3 separate regions of the Mus musculus genome follow, and all the other regions are linked to region 3. Evidence: chromatin contacts called from public HiChIP or PLAC-seq data. All regions are on one chromosome and are shown on one strand. The core of a region is the stretch at or near the end of the contact, and the rest is flanking DNA. Distances in the headings are between cores, read along the strand shown. Region 1 holds the start of Oprd1 (opioid receptor, delta 1). Region 2 overlaps Ythdf2 (YTH N6-methyladenosine RNA binding protein 2). Region 3 holds the start of Srsf4 (serine and arginine-rich splicing factor 4).

Evidence for each region. HiChIP or PLAC-seq counts read pairs in DNA pulled down with a chosen protein or histone mark.
Region 1: an H3K4me3 HiChIP or PLAC-seq map of bone marrow-derived macrophages shows a contact between it and region 3, with 3 times the contacts expected there. The contact joins the promoter of Oprd1 here to the promoter of Srsf4 in region 3. A contact is called at or near these places in 2 of 39 promoter capture datasets (hippocampal neurons and stem cell-derived epiblast-like cells), 8 of 115 datasets of contacts at active chromatin or transcription factors (bone marrow-derived macrophages, embryonic limb bud, embryonic stem cells and 3 more) and 3 of 9 other capture datasets (adipose tissue, liver and pancreatic islet).
Region 2: a contact with region 3 is called in an H3K4me3 HiChIP or PLAC-seq map of bone marrow-derived macrophages, with 4 times the contacts expected there. The contact joins the enhancer-like site here to the promoter of Srsf4 in region 3. A contact is called at or near these places in 10 of 39 promoter capture datasets (the 3T3-L1 cell line, the C10 cell line, the HPC-7 cell line and 8 more), 8 of 484 Hi-C or Micro-C datasets (CD4 T cells, CD8 T cells, the G1E-ER4 cell line and 3 more), 13 of 115 datasets of contacts at active chromatin or transcription factors (the SCID.adh cell line, astrocytes, bone marrow-derived macrophages and 7 more) and 4 of 9 other capture datasets (adipose tissue, embryonic stem cells, liver and 1 more).

What each region holds. Positions count from the first base shown.
Region 1 is chr4:132,142,808-132,145,778 of GRCm38.p6, forward strand. It overlaps Oprd1 (opioid receptor, delta 1), which reads right to left and starts at 1,679. Exons shown (of 3, transcript NM_013622.3): 1 at 1,352-1,679. The coding sequence starts at 1,578.
Region 2 is chr4:132,196,954-132,199,693 of GRCm38.p6, forward strand. The region is part of intron 4 of Ythdf2 (YTH N6-methyladenosine RNA binding protein 2); the gene reads right to left. Among named protein-coding and RNA genes, the nearest start is that of Ythdf2, 14 kb to the right of the region's middle. Within about 2 kb of position 1,433, at least 101 of the 459 cell types and tissues checked have an H3K27ac peak or open chromatin away from gene starts, as enhancers often do. A contact at or near this core is called in CD8 T cells, the G1E-ER4 cell line, adipose tissue and 3 more, where this site is marked.
Region 3 is chr4:131,872,275-131,875,074 of GRCm38.p6, forward strand. It overlaps Srsf4 (serine and arginine-rich splicing factor 4), which reads left to right and starts at 1,365. Exons shown (of 6, transcript NM_020587.2): 1 at 1,365-1,596. The coding sequence starts at 1,490.

The DNA.
Region 1 (2,971 bases), core at 429-2,928, 270 kb after region 3:
CCAAATCTCAAAACTCATCTCAGCAGCCCCTGGCGCCTTGGCAGCAAACAGAGAGGAAAGCAAAACCTCTCGTTTGCTTATTGCATATTGTGGAGCCTGCTATGAGCCCTTACCTCGGTCTGGGGTCTGCAGGGGGTGCTTCACTTACATCAGTGCGCCCACAGGTACAGATGGGTTGGAGACATTTTGCTTTGTTAATTTAGGCAGTTCTCAGCCTTGCCTGTCTGGAGGCAAGTACCCTGCCATTTAGCTATACCCCAAGCCCATTATCCTAGTCTGGCCTCAAATTCTCTATGTAACCAAAGCATGACTTTGAACTTCTGAGCCTTCTGCTTCAACACCCCCCAGGACTGGGATTACAGCCGTGGGACCACCATGTCCAGTGTGTAGTGTGCTGGGGACTGAACACTACAAACTAATGTAAGGATTCACACATGCTGCAGAAGCTATCAATTAAGCGTACAGTCTGTGGCCCCTAAAGCCCTTACTAATAATCTCTCTCTCTCTCTCTCTCTCTCTCTCTCTCTCTCTCTCTCTCTCTCCCTCCCTCCCTCCCTCCCTCCCTCCCTCTCTCTCTTCTCTAGCTGGCCTTAAGTTCATTCTGTAGCCCAGGCCTCAAGGAGGATAAATCTGCCCTGAATCATATCCCGAGTTCCTGACCACATGGCCACTGGGGAAGGGAAGAGAGAACCCCATGGCCAGTTCACAGGAACTACGGGGCTCTCCATCAGAGAACACGCAGCACAAAGACTGGTGTTCAAAGTCATCCCGGGTGCCTCCATCACCTATGACCTAGAGGTTTGACAAGAAACAATGCAAATACACTCTCAGTCTCATACAGAATTACAAACTGATGGCTTGGGACAAGCACACACACAGCAACCACAGAAGACCGACTACTAAATGTGACTTGGGGCGTGTCCCCACAGCCCGGAGCAGACAGTCTGTCCCTGTTGTATGCTCCAAAGACCTAAGGTATTTTGTAGAGCACCTCAGCTCACCCTTGCAAGGTTTCAGAGGATCGAACACACACGCTACCGTCAAACTGCCCAATCACAAACTGCGTGCGCGGCAGACACACAAAGTGTTGCCAAACTGTCCCACCTCCATGATGCAGAAGCAAAGAGATGTCAAGGATGATTAAGTGTTATGTAGTTAGGCTAGTGCAAGCACACACACACACACACACACACACACACACACACGCCTTGTCCTCATAATCTCAGAGGACCTGGCCTCTGTGCAGGACATTCAGGAACCCGGGGAGTCAGGGTTGGGTATCCTGGTCTACAAAGAGTAGAGTCCACTCTGACCCTGGGACCAAACCCCGCGACGCCCTCGGCTGACTCACCGGACGATGCCAAACATGACGAGCACGTTGCCCAGAAGCCCCACTGCGCACACAGCCGAGTAGAGCGCGGTGATGGCGATGGCTAGGGCGAGGGACGAGGCACTACGGGCTCCCGGCGACCCCGACGCATTGGCGCCCGCGCTGGGGAAGGCGCTGGGAAAGGCGTCCGAGAGGTTGACGAGGGGCGAGGACTGCAGCTCCGCACGGGCAGAGGGCACCAGCTCCATGGCGCCGCCGTGTCCGTCTCCACCGTGCGCCCTGGGCGCAGGGACCCAGCGAGTGGCGCGCGGAAAACGGAGGCCACGGCCCCGACGCCGCAGGCTGCAGCGCTCGCTCCCGCCTCCTCCGCCCGGTCGACCGCCCGCAGTGCTCGCCCAAGCCCGGGGAGCCCCGAGCCGCCGCGCGCACCACGTGGTCCGGAGGCGGCCGCCAGTCTGCGCCCGCGATCGGGGGCGGGCGCTGCACCACCGGGCTCCGAGCTGGGCCAGAGAGGCCTCGCGCGCGCTCCCTGCCTGGGCTCCGCTGACTCCAGGTGCCCCCAGCCCGGCCCAGCCTCCCGCCCCACCCCCGTGCCACTTCGGAGTCAGAAGAACCTGGATGCGAATCCCGCCTCCCGCCTCTTCACGGACGATGGGAGTAACCTTGAGCGAGCCGCTTAAGCACTCTCAAGTTCATTCTCTGTGACTGCACGATGAAGAAAATCTCCTGCCGCCTTCAGAGGGTTTTGGGGAGATGAAGACAACGGAGTAAAGAACTCAGATTTCCACCACCACCACCACCACCACCACCACCACCACCACCACCCCCGTGTACTGTGTGCGCTCTGCTCCTTGCCGTGTCTTCTAGAACTGCCAAGTGATTCCTGACCAAGAAACAAAAACAAAACCGTCCAGTTCCCCCAAAGGCTCCGGATGAAAACTAGTAATATGATCAGCTACAACCTCAAGGGGAGACACTGGAAATAAGCCCACCTGGGTCTGTACAGCTTGGCACCGGACATGGCAGACATAAGCCGCAATCAAGGTCACTAACCATCTCACTACATCAAGCTGAAAAAGGTCACACCTATCTGGACAGATGTGTGTATGTTATTAGAGACACAACTTTCCTGTCTGGCTCATTGCTCTGAGCTAGCAGGCTGCTTGAGCGATAAATAAAACCACAAACATCCGTTATCAGCCACACTTTCCTGCGCCCAGTTCACTAGCTCCACATTCACTCTGAGGGCGCCTAACAGAAGAGCCAGGTACATCGGTGTGCATAATCAAAGGCCCGGCTCCCAAGAGCTTACAGCTCAGACCGGAAGAGATGCATCGATTCTAAAAAAACACAATGAAGTCCTATTCAAGGAATGTCGGGGCAGGGTAGGGTCAGGAGAATATTCCTAAAAGAAATGACACTTAAGGTGTTGTGTGGATTTAGAGGTGGGGGAGACTAATTTAGGGAAGAAATAGGAAGAGCCTTCTAGAAAAAAGAAAAACATATATAAAGGTCCTACAAGTCAAAAAGACTGAAGACAGCCAGGGTCACAGCAGGGAGCTCCGTGGTGTTTGTGTTGGATTGGTTTGTTTCCCTCCTCCTCGACTAAGCATACCTGGGAAGAGGGAATCTTAACTGAGA
Region 2 (2,740 bases), core at 183-2,682, 320 kb after region 3:
GATGTTTGTTAAGACCCACAAGAGGATTGGGGATGTAACAGTGCTTGTAGTATCCGTTTTGTATGTACACAGTGCTGGGTTCAACACCACAGAAAATCAGACATGGTAGCAGAAGCCTGTAATCCCAGAATCTAGAAAGCAGAAGCTTGATAATAAGTTCAAGGTCACCCTTGCCCATATAACAAGTTCTGGGATATATGCGATCCTATCTCAAAAATAAATAAAAATTACAATCTGAAGTCCATGGGGGTTCTAGGAATTTCTCCCACCATCTAAAAAAATCCAAGATACTCAAGTACCTTACAGAAAATAGCACAGTATAAAAGTCAGCAATAATAAAGAAAATGGTAGTGTTTGCACACAACCAACACAAATTTTCTTGTGTGTTGAAGATATTAGACTTTGAAAATGTTCTGCCAACATTTCACCACTAAGCAACATACCTGATACACTTTAAATCACCCCTAAATCACATACTATCAAATGAAAATGCTCTGTAAATAATTACTATACTATACTGTTTAGGAACAATGACAAGGCTATACGTGAAGGAGACTTACCTCAGGACATTGTATGAACTAAGTTCTCTACTACTGAGTTACACTACCAGATATTTCCAATCCAGCCAGCCGAAGTGACAGATACAGAAACCACAGCTATAGAGAGCAGACTAAGTGCAAATAAGTTGAAAAGAGCAGTTTCCTCTATGTCTAACAACTCAAATTTGGATTAGCCTTTTTTTTTAAAGTATTTATTTTTATGTATGTGAGTACACTGTCATTGTCTTCAAACACACCAGAAGAGGCCATCAGATCCCATTACAGATGGTTGTGAGCCACCATGTGGTTGCTGGGGTTTGAACTCAGGAGAACAACCAGTGCTCTTAACCACTGAGCCACCTCTCCAGCCTCTCAGGGAAAATTTGAAAGGTAGTTCCCGCCTCCATATTTTCTGTTTTATGCACATGTACAGCTGAATGAGCTGCAGGTGTGCTTGTCTCTGCTGGAGGTTGACATCAAGTAGCTTCCTTTATCACACTCCACTTTTAATGAAACATTTATTTTATTTTTAATTATGTGTGTGTATATGCAAGTGAGTACAGGTGCCCTCAGAGGCACTGATCTCCTTGAGCTGAAGTTACTGGAGTTTGTCAGCCTCCTAGCATAACCTCAGGTCCTCTGCTAAGTGCAGAACAGTACATGCTCTTAACTGCTGAGCCATCTTCAAGAAGTTTTTTGTTCTGCCTATTAAAAAAAAACAACAAAAACATGGGGTCTAGGAATTGACCTCAGGTTGCCAGGCTAACATAGTCCTTTACCCACTAAGCCATCTTGTTGGCCCAGTGTCAGCATTTTAACATACACTGCTCTGAAGCACTTCAGGTGACCTCATGTTCTAATTATCCTTAACGTCAGGTCTGCTGGGGCTTGTTTACTCAGCAGTGCAAAGTATTACCCAGATACTTGCACTACCTTTGTTGGCGCTTATCACTGTGTACAGAAGGGGGCAGCAACAACTTTACTGTCAACCTCTGGCAATGGAACGATCTAAACTGCCACAATCAGTGCTTTTCTTCTTGGCTCATTTGCAGACTTAAGTAAGGGTCAGTAGTGGTTACAGAAAGCAGAAAGGGATCAACCTCTGCTTGCCTTAATTCCAATCAGGTCAACAATGAGTCAGCAAGTAAAGGCGCTTGTCATCAAGTCTACTGCCTTGACTATGATCCCAGGGAACCACAATGGTATCAGAGAACTACAGCAGACTGTTATGATCTACATCATGCACGTTGTGGCTCATACAACCAACAAGTTACACAAACACAAAATAAAAGGTAAATAAAGAAAAGAGCTATGTGAAAGTCCTTCATCACAGTCCCTTGAACTACTGAGAACTCAATGCAATACTTCAAAATCTGTATCAGCCTCTACATCATTCCAGCAAGGACATCTAGGCCTCTTTGCCCATCCTCCCCCACCCCACATTAAACAACCAAACAAAAGTAACAAAGATGCTGAGTCTGCAGAATTTCACTCACATTCCTCCATTTCTTTTTTTCCCTTTAAATCAAGAGTGCCATGTGGCCCAGAACAGCCTCAGAGGTAACTCTGAACTTCTAATCCTCCTACCTCCACCCTTCCAATGCTGGAATTAGAAGTAATGGGCCACTCCATTGTGCAGTGCTAGGAGAATTTTGTGCAATCTGAGCAAGTGCTTTATAAACAGAGCTACACTCCCAGACAGTGGAAGAGAACCAACTACCACAAGCTGTTTTCTGACTCCCACACATGTTGAGTATACAAAATACACCCAACAAATAGAACTGGACGTTCTATTCAGGGGGACCTAAAAAGTGAACTTCAAAGTGTTGAAGTAAGGAATAAATGGAAAACAACAGTAAGTATGTTTATTCCCACCCACCCCCGTCCTTTTTTTGTTGTTGTTGTTGTTTTTCATACAGGGTTTCTGCCTCCCAAGTGCTGGGATTAGGGCGTGCACCACCACACCCGGCTTCTTTTTTTAAGACAAAACTTCACTGTGTAGCCCTGGTCATCCTGGAAGTCACTAAGGAGATCAGGCTGGCCTCAAACTCATTCAACCCACCTGCCTCCTGAGTATTCTGTGTAAAGGCATTTGCCACAATGCTGGGCAAGTATGGTAATTTCTGCCCTAGTCATTTAATAAGAACATATAGAACCTGTATGAACTATCTCTCACTTGCAATCCTAACACTTGAGAGGAT
Region 3 (2,800 bases), core at 115-2,614:
TTGACAATCACAGTTCTTAGAAAGGCTTTTACAGGTTAGTCAAAGGCCATTAGACATAGAAAGTTCTTGTCTTAAAAAAGAAAAGCCAAGTGCTGTATGGTAAATTAACTTCTAAAGGAATACTTAAGAAACTGCCTCTAGAAAGGAAAGCAGAAGATGCAGAAGAGAAAACTTTACCCAGCACATCAGTTAAAGTGGAAATGCAGTAAAGAGACTAAACCCCTCAGTGATTCCTGGGCAAAGCTGAAAAGGAACCTTTCATTACTGAGCACCCACATGCCCCAGCACAGTTCATTACATTTGGTTATTTTGGCAATACACTGGACATCTATAGATTATAATCTTGCAGGTTAGAAATTTTTTCTGAGCTGGCAGAGATGGGGTACACCTTTAACTCTAGCACTTGGGAAGCAGGCAGGTTTGAAGCCAGCCTGGTCCACAGAGGGAGTTCCGGGACAGCCGGGGATATACAGAAAAACCCTTTCTCAAAATGAATAAACAAAAAAAGAAAATAGTAATTTTCTGTCGTGCTTAATCTAACTACAAGGCACTAAACTGAACGGACATAGTTTGGCACATGCTTTTAATCCCAGCCAATAGGCAGACAGGCAAAGTTTCAGGCCAGCCTGGTCTACAGGGCTATTTCTAGGACAGTCAGAACTTTTTTGTTTAAGGATTTATTTTATGTGTATGAGTACAGTGTAGCTGTTTTTAGACAGACACCCTAGAAGAGGGCATCCGATTCCCATTACAGATGGTTGTGAGCCACCATGTGGTTGCTGGCAATTGAACTCAGGACCTCTGGCAGTCAGTGCTTTAAAAAATAAAAATTAAATCTGAGATGTAACTCAGAGATAGGGCACTTGTTAACATCCGTATGGCCCTGAGTTCGATCCACAACACCGCAAAATAATACCGAACCAATTATTGGAACACTTTTACATACCTAGTATCGACACTGTAGAGACAACCCTGAAAGTACAAGGAAGATAAAAGAGACTCAAAGATCCGAGAGAAAGGAAAATGGGCCCAAGGTCATGGATCCACTAACTTCCCACAGGGACGTTTACCGAAAACCACCCCAAAACAGAAAGTCTACCAGAGCAAAGGACAAAGGCGGGAACACCCGCTCGGCGCGCACCCGCGCAGGCACTTCCGGGGGAAGTGCCGCTGCCACGGCGAGCTCGCGAGAGGACGTGCTGCAGCTGTCGCTCACTCGGCCAGGTCCCGCCCCGCGCCGGCGCGCCTCCAGTAAAGCCCCGCCCCCGCCCCTGACCAGGCGGGAAGCGGGCGCGCGCTCCCTCCCGTTCCCCTCCGCCGGGGGGGGGGGGGTAGGGAGACGGGGGCGCGCGTTCTCGAGCTGCGTGCTCGCGTACGTCGCCGGGCTTCGGCTGCGTCCGTCCCGCCGCCCGCCCGTTACCGCCGCCGCCGCGTTTTCCCTTCGCCGGCCGCCGCCTGAGGGGGGCCGGGGCCAGCTGCCGCCGCCGGAATGCCGCGGGTGTACATCGGCCGCCTGAGCTACCAGGCCCGGGAGCGCGATGTGGAGCGCTTCTTTAAGGGCTACGGGAAGATCCTGGAGGTGGATCTGAAGAACGGGTGAGGAGGGCGGCGGAGGGGCCGGCCGGGGGGCTGACAGGGCCGCGGCTGTGGCTAGGAGGCCGCGGGGACGCGAGCGCGGCGCTCGCTGGGCGCTAAGCCGCCGCCGGCCTCCTCCGCTCCGCCATGGCGGCGGTGCCTCGGGGGCGCGGGTAGGCCCGGCTCCCACTGCGCCTGCGCGGGCGGGGGTGGTGGCGGGATAATGGGGACGGAGGCCCGGGTTAGACTGGGGCTCCGGGCGCCGGGGAGGCCTGGGTTTCCGTCGCTGGACTATGGGTCCGAGGCGGCCCTTTCCCGCTCTGGGGCTGCCAGGAGCAGATGAGGGTTCCGGCCCTCTTCTCCCCGTTCCCCAGCCTGACCGGCCAGAGGCTTCCCGGCGTGTGTTTCTGAGGACTGGAGCTCTGGCTTTTTCGCGTGCCACACTTTGGGCGGGAGACACTAGTTTTTGTAGTGCAGTGACAGTTTCGAAAGTACTGGCTTGCCGCGCTTCAAGCCTTGACCGCTCCCTTTCCGAGAGTAAATTAAAGTCCTAGCTCGTTATCTTGGGGAGTCCTTACAGAGTTTTCCACGTTGTGGTTTCGGCTCTCCAACTTGCCGGAAAATGATTGCTGTCGTAGGATTTTTTGAGTGGGTAAGGGCCATCCTGGCCAGGTCTGCGTCGGCTGCTGGTGCAAGTGGAGACACATCTCCAAATTGCCTACTTAACAGCTTTCCCCGTACAATCTGGGCTTGTATTTCTAATCTGCTTTGGCGAAGCAAGGCTAGCAGGGACTACCAGGTTCGGGGAAAACGGGTGAGTTGTCATGCCTAGAGATTGTACGAGCATCTTTTGCTTGGGAGCTGAGAATTATTAGGTAGGACTTGAAAGGCATTAAGCACCGGAACGGCGTCGGAAGCACTAAACCTTGGGTGTTAGGGGAACCCTTGGTTTTTGCTGTGTTTATTTCTTGCCTGTTTTGTTTTTTTCGACTTTGTGTTTGGTCCAATGAGACCAGTAGTAATTGACATTTGAGAAGACATACACTTTAGTATGAATGGCAAATGAACCAGCAGGTTCTCAAAGCTGTCTAGATTTCGAATAATTGACACTTAAAAGACTCTCCTTGCTGAGAACAAGACTTCGATAAAATGTTTATGAATCCTGGATTCGATTCACAAAGACAATTTCTCATTTTTGTTCTTACAGAGCGAACCAGCTGGCATG